Regions from separate parts of the Mus musculus genome. Here region 2 is linked to region 1. Evidence: chromatin contacts called from public Hi-C data. All regions are on one chromosome and are shown on one strand. The core of a region is the stretch at or near the end of the contact, and the rest is flanking DNA. Distances in the headings are between cores, read along the strand shown.

Region 1 (3,032 bases), core at 230-2,729:
TGAAGGCTTTCTAAAAGCAATGGGTTTTCATTAGGTCCTTGATCAGTAGTTTTAGTTATTGGTTGTAATTCTCTTAATACCTAACCTAAATTGCCTGGTTATATTTTATAAATCTGGGTAATACTTTTGAAAATTTAAATTTTATTTATATGTTTATGTATGTATATACAGTGCTTACAGAGGCCAAAAAAAGGGAGTCAGGTCCTTTGGGAGCAGGCAGTTGAGAGCCACTTGACTTGGGTGCTAGGACCTAAATTGAAAAGCAGGAAGCATTTACATTGAGATAGCCCCCCAGTCCTAAATCACAAGAGACGTGTAAAAGGCATTCTCTCAGGTCAAGTTAACTTCAGTCAAGGCTTGGGGTTCAAATTTATCCAAATTATGAAGGATACATCTTAGAGTAATCAATAGAAACTGAAGAGGAATTAATCCATTCAAATACAGGAGGCCATAAAGAAAGCATGCCTTACAAAAATACAGTGAACAACTGGGGCATTGCCTGTTTGCTTCTGAGTATGGGAATCAGATGTAGCATATATTACTCAATTCTGGAGTTGCCCTTAGCTGGTGGGAAGTTTGACCTTTATTATCTTTGCATAGTAAGTATGATTGCTCCTCTCCTATAAGGTTCTGGAGAGGTGGAGGAAATCCAGAAAGAAATAGTTGTTTATTTCATGGCTACAGTGTATTGAAGGCTAGTGCCCACAGGGGGACCTTTAAGCTAGTATATTATGAAAAATATATGACTTAAAATCAGAAAAACCTATTGTTTGTGTTTGGTATTAGCACTTTATTCTGATTTAGGAAACGCATGGCAGTAGGGACACCCAAGTACATTTCATGAGTGTAGCCACTCCATTTTGAAAGAGACATCTAAGTTTGCTTATATGCATATATTAGGTGACAGAAGTACAAGTGGGCCTAGATTGAGGCAGATAGTCCTAAAAATAAGATCCAGTAGCTAAGAGAAGTGTATACATGGAGGAAATATAAATATAACACGGTAGGGAATCCCCTGATCTTTACCCTAGCAGTTGTCTAGTAAGTCTGTGACTTAACCTTGGTGACGATGAGGAAATTCTCTTACAACTTGATGGGAACATTAAAATATGTAGCAGGATCTTGCCCTGGACTTTGTTAGCTTCCCAGTCCCTGTGATCTCTGTTGGGAGAATTCATGCAAGACTCATGTTATTTCAGACAATAGCTAGAGTTGATTGAAGCTTGAAGTAGATAGAGCTAGCTCTTCCAAGGGGTGAGGGTAAGCAGTGGCCCGAGATCATTGCTAAGTGAATGGCATTATCATCTGCCAGGTCTTGGGTATCATTGAAACTCTTCCTTATCTGAGTCAGAGCTGATGGATTTTTAAGAGTCTCAATATTTTCAATAGTTACTGAATCTTTCAAACACCTGCTCTGTCATTGACTCAGAGCACATTCAGCTATTTGTACACATGATCTTTGTACTGTGGAAATGTTTCAGCACTGTCCTACCATCTGTGTGTAGTATGTTTCAGAGCCTTTTATCATCAGCTTTCTCCTGGCCCCACTGTTCTTAGTCTCTAAGACTCTTTTTTTTTTTTTTAACACACCAGAAGAGGGCGTCAGATCTCATTACATGGTGGTCGTGAGCCACCAAGTGGTTGCTGGAATTTGAACTCAGGACCTTCAGAAGAGCAGTCAGTGCTCTTACCCACTGAGCCATCTTGGCAGCCCAGTTGCTACGACTCTTAAGACCTTTTCACATTCTCGCTTTTGCTATGTGTTTGTTTCTCAGAAGCTTTGCTCTTCTAGTCAGGTTGTTCACATTCTGCCTTTTGTGTTCCTTTGCTGTGCCTTGCTGCCTCTTACCCACTCATTTGTCTAAGTAGGAGAAATCCCTGCTATCCTCCTACCTTGTGGATACTGAACATTGAACTCAGGTTGTCTGGCTTGGCAGCTGACGCCTTTACCCACTGAGCCATCTCACCAGTCCTGAGCTCGCTTTGTAAAGTACCCTGATTGATTTTGCTTTCCACTGCTGAATTTATATTAAGTGAAGTAAATAAAGCTCTATGACTTTGGGTAGTGGGACAGAGGCTGAAGCCTGGGCATGAGCTGAGCCCCTGCAGGGCCTCGCCTACTGAGCTTTTCACATGGATATGGCATGATTTCATGTTTATGTGGTCTTTTGTTTCTTCTAGTAATATTTCATACACTTTCCCATGATGTTTCTGGTTTTTGTTTTTTTTTGTTTTTTTTTTTTGTTTTTTGTTTTACGGTTTCTCTGTGTAGTCCTGACCATCCTAGAATGTAGACCAGGCTGGTCATGAACTCAGAGATCTGCCTGGCTCTGCCTCCTGAGTGCTGGGGTTAAAGGATGTGCCATCACCACTTGGCCTGATGATTCATTTTAGATCTGTGAATTAGAGCAGGGAACCATTAAATGAAAACCTACAGGATAGAACTTAAATGCCATTGGTTTATACAAGATCATGCTGTAAGGTTGCTAACTAAGAACTGTGTAATTGGATGGGGAAGAATTAAGAGAGTATTAAATGACATGTAAAATTTGTGAACATTTCTCCCCCCCCCCCACCCCCCAACTTCTTTTTGCAAAGGGTCTCATGTTGTCAGGATGGCTTTAATCCCACTGTCGTTTCATACAGTGGAAGAGGACCTTGAACTCCTGATTTCTCTGGGATTGCAGATGAGGACTACCATGCCCAACTTCTTTCAGGATTTCATTTTTTTTTTTTTTAAAGAATATATGTGGGTTTAGTTGTTTAAGGATATGACTGCATTGGATTACATATAACAGAATTGATGCTGGAAAGAGATTGTATGGCCTGGTATCCATAAACATTTAGTATATGGTTCTTTGTAGGAAAAAAGTTTATGAACTCTTGACTTAAAGCTACTGTGTTATTAATTTATGTATTTTAGGATTTTCTGGTGTATGCTAGAGTGAGGGTGGGTTGCACCTCTACTTTTTTTCTAGTTTCAATAAGATGTAAACTTATACTTTGTCATGGTCAGCAAAATGATATGCATT
Region 2 (3,032 bases), core at 220-2,719, 92 kb before region 1:
CTTGGGTCCAGCTGCCAGCATCAGGGTCCCTATGGTAAGAGACTCTACCTTGTTAGACAAGCACTCTACCAATGAGCTATCTCCCCAGCCCAACTATTTGACATCAAGTGGTTTATTATTATTATTATTATTATTATTATTATTATTATTATTATGTTTATTATGTTTATTATTATTATTATGTTTATTATTATGTTTATGTTTATGATGTTTATTATGTTTATTTAATTTGGGTAAGGGGTGTGCACATGTGCCAAGACACACATATGGAGGTCAGAGATCAAACTCCGATCCTCTGGCTTGACAGAAAGTGCATTTCCCTGCTAAAGTGTCTCAACAGCCCCTTCCGAGGGTTTCTTGTTTCTAATTTATTTATTTATTGGTTTTTTTGGAGACAGGGATTCTCTGTGTAGTCCTGGCTATCTGGTTTTTTTGGAGACAGGGATTCTCTGTGTAGTCCTGGCTGTCTGGTTTTTTTGGAGGCAGGGATTCTCTGTGTAGTCCTGGCTGTCTGGTTTTTTTGGAGACAGGGATTCTCTGTGTAGTCCTGGCTGTCCTGGAACTCACTCTGTAGACCAGGCTGGCCTGGAACTCAGAAATCTGCCTGCCTCTGCCTCTGTCTCTGCCTCCCAAGTGCTGGAATTAAAGGTGTGTGCCACCACCGCCCAGCTGTTTCTATTTATTTATACATTTATTGGGGAGGGGTGTCAAGGCACACAGGGGAAGGTCAGAAGACGACTTGCGGGAGACTCTTGGTGATCAAACTGAGGTCCTCGTGCTAGGGAGCAGGCTGCCTTTACCCAGTGAGCCCTCTCACCAGCCCATTCCTAAGATCTGTCTATTTGTTTAGATGAGATCTCACATGTGTGGCATTGACTGACCTGGGACTCACTATATAGACCAAGTTGGCCTCAAACTCATCAAGACCCACCTGTCTCTGCTAGGATTAAAAGGTATATACCTCATATCTAGCTCCTTCCTAGATTTTAAAGGAAATTTATAAGATTCCATTCCATTTTTCTTCTTTGAAAAAAATGATTTGCTTATTTTTATTTTATGTGCGTGGGTGTTTGACCACTATGTATGTCTCTATGAGGGTGTTGGGTCCTCAGGAAGTGACAGACAGTTGTTAGCTACCATGTGCATGCTGGAAATCGAATCTGGGTCCTTTGAAAGAGCAGTCAGTGCTTTTAACCACTTGGTTTAATTTTTCTAGTGCTAAAGAAGGAAAGAGCCGGGCACAGAGGCACACATCTGTAATCTCGGTATAGAAGGTGGAACCAAGAGAACCAGAAGTTCTAAGCTGACAGGTAGTAAATTTCCAGCTCCTCTCTGATATGTAAGACCTTGTCTCAAAAGATAAAAAATAAATAAATAAAAAGAGGAATTCCCCCGGTTATCATGTTCCTGGTTGTTACTTCCAGCCAAGAAATGCTTTGAGTCTGAATAAACCGGGAAAATCCTGTTTACTAGAGGTAAACATTAACCAGCATATCGAGCCGTAGTCCTTAGTCATTAAGATCATGTGGAGTCTTCCTTCACCGTTCTTGGTAAGAAACAGGTCCTGACCATGAGGGGCGGGGGCAATTTAAAAACAAACTAATTTCTTCTGATTTTCTAAAACAGGATAACTTCCCCTTTTTTCTGGTTTTTCTTAAGAAATAAACCACGACTATGTGATAATTAAGTACTTGATTATTTTTAAATATAATAAAGTTCCTCTAGAAAGCCTCTTCCAGGGCTAGAGAGCTAGCTAGCTTCATAGTAAGAAAGCTTAACGCTCTTCCAGAGGGCCCAATCTGGATTCTCAGCATCTATGTATTGCAGGTCACAGCCATCTGTAACTGCAGCTCCAAGGGATCCGAGATCTACACAGACACAGACACAGACACACACAGACACACAGACACACACACACACACACACACACACACACACACACAGACACAGACACACACAGACACACAGACACAGACACACACACACACACACACACACACACACACACAATCCCAGAGATCCTCTCCTGCAGATTACTGGCAACTGAATGAAAGGCAAAAAGACACAAAGATGGCCAGACAAGTGTTTGGAGGTGTTTGGTTGTTAGATATATTGTACCTCTAAACGTTTAGCCATGTTGACAAAATTGCCTGTTACATGACCTAACTGGGTGGACCTCAGTATCTTCTGCTTTGATCTGGGCAAATATTTTGTCAACATGAGAAACCAAACAGTGTTTCTTCCCCCTCTCTCACCTTCCCCTTTTGGTTTCTGTTCTCCATCTTATCCTAAGAGCAAGCAAGTGGGCTTCCCGACTCCTCCCTCCTCACCCTCCACCAACCCATGCCCAGTGGGCAGCTAGGAAACAACATGGTTTACAATCAATCAATCAATCATAGCATCAGAGCTAAAGTATGCCCAGAAAGTGGCTGTGGGTGGCTGGTCCAGGGACCTTCAGAATTCTGACTCACCTCCCTGGAATGGAATAGAGAGTAAATATGCCCACACCCACCTAATTTATGCCAACCTCTGGGAAGTATCTGGAGCTGAAGGGCATTTCACTGCACCAGCTTTGCCTTCCTGAAAGCAGCTTTCCTTGGGACAAAATCAGGTGTGTTTGCTAAGGATCCTAAACCGCCAAGATCTAACTGGTTCTTTTTTTTTTTTTTTTTTTTTTTTTAATGTAAGTACACTGTAGCTGTCTTCGGACACACCAGAAGAGGGTATCAGATCTCGTTATGGATGGTTGTCAGCCACCATGTGGTTGCTGGGATTTGAACTCAGGACCTTCAGAAGAGCAGTCGGTGCTCTTAACCGCTGAGCCATCTCGCCAGCCCTCTAACTGGTTCTTAACCCTCCTGACGCTGCGACCCTTTAATACGGTTCATGGTTCCTCCTGTTATGATCCCAACCATAAAGTTATTTTGATGCTACTTCATAAGTATAGTTTTTCTACTGTTGTGAATCATAATATAAATATCTGATATTCGATCTTCAAGGGGGTCTCAGACCCACAGGTTAAGAATCACTGA

Evidence for each region. A called contact is a pair of places that touch in the nucleus more often than the background predicts.
Region 2: a Hi-C map of liver shows a contact between it and region 1, with 2.4 times the contacts expected there. The contact joins two enhancer-like sites. A contact is called at or near these places in 19 of 484 Hi-C or Micro-C datasets (CD4 T cells, CD8 T cells, Sertoli cells and 12 more), 2 of 115 datasets of contacts at active chromatin or transcription factors (embryonic stem cells and microglia) and 3 of 9 other capture datasets (adipose tissue, embryonic stem cells and liver).

What each region holds. Positions count from the first base shown.
Region 1 is chr17:42,845,753-42,848,784 of GRCm38.p6, reverse strand. All of the region lies in intron 2 of Cd2ap (CD2-associated protein), which reads left to right. Among named protein-coding and RNA genes, the nearest start is that of Cd2ap, 29 kb to the left of the region's middle. Within about 2 kb of position 1,479, at least 6 of the 459 cell types and tissues checked have an H3K27ac peak or open chromatin away from gene starts, as enhancers often do. A contact at or near this core is called in liver, where this site is marked.
Region 2 is chr17:42,938,123-42,941,154 of GRCm38.p6, reverse strand. No RefSeq gene overlaps it. Among named protein-coding and RNA genes, the nearest start is that of Cd2ap, 63 kb to the right of the region's middle. Within about 2 kb of position 1,469, at least 63 of the 459 cell types and tissues checked have an H3K27ac peak or open chromatin away from gene starts, as enhancers often do. A contact at or near this core is called in liver, where this site is marked.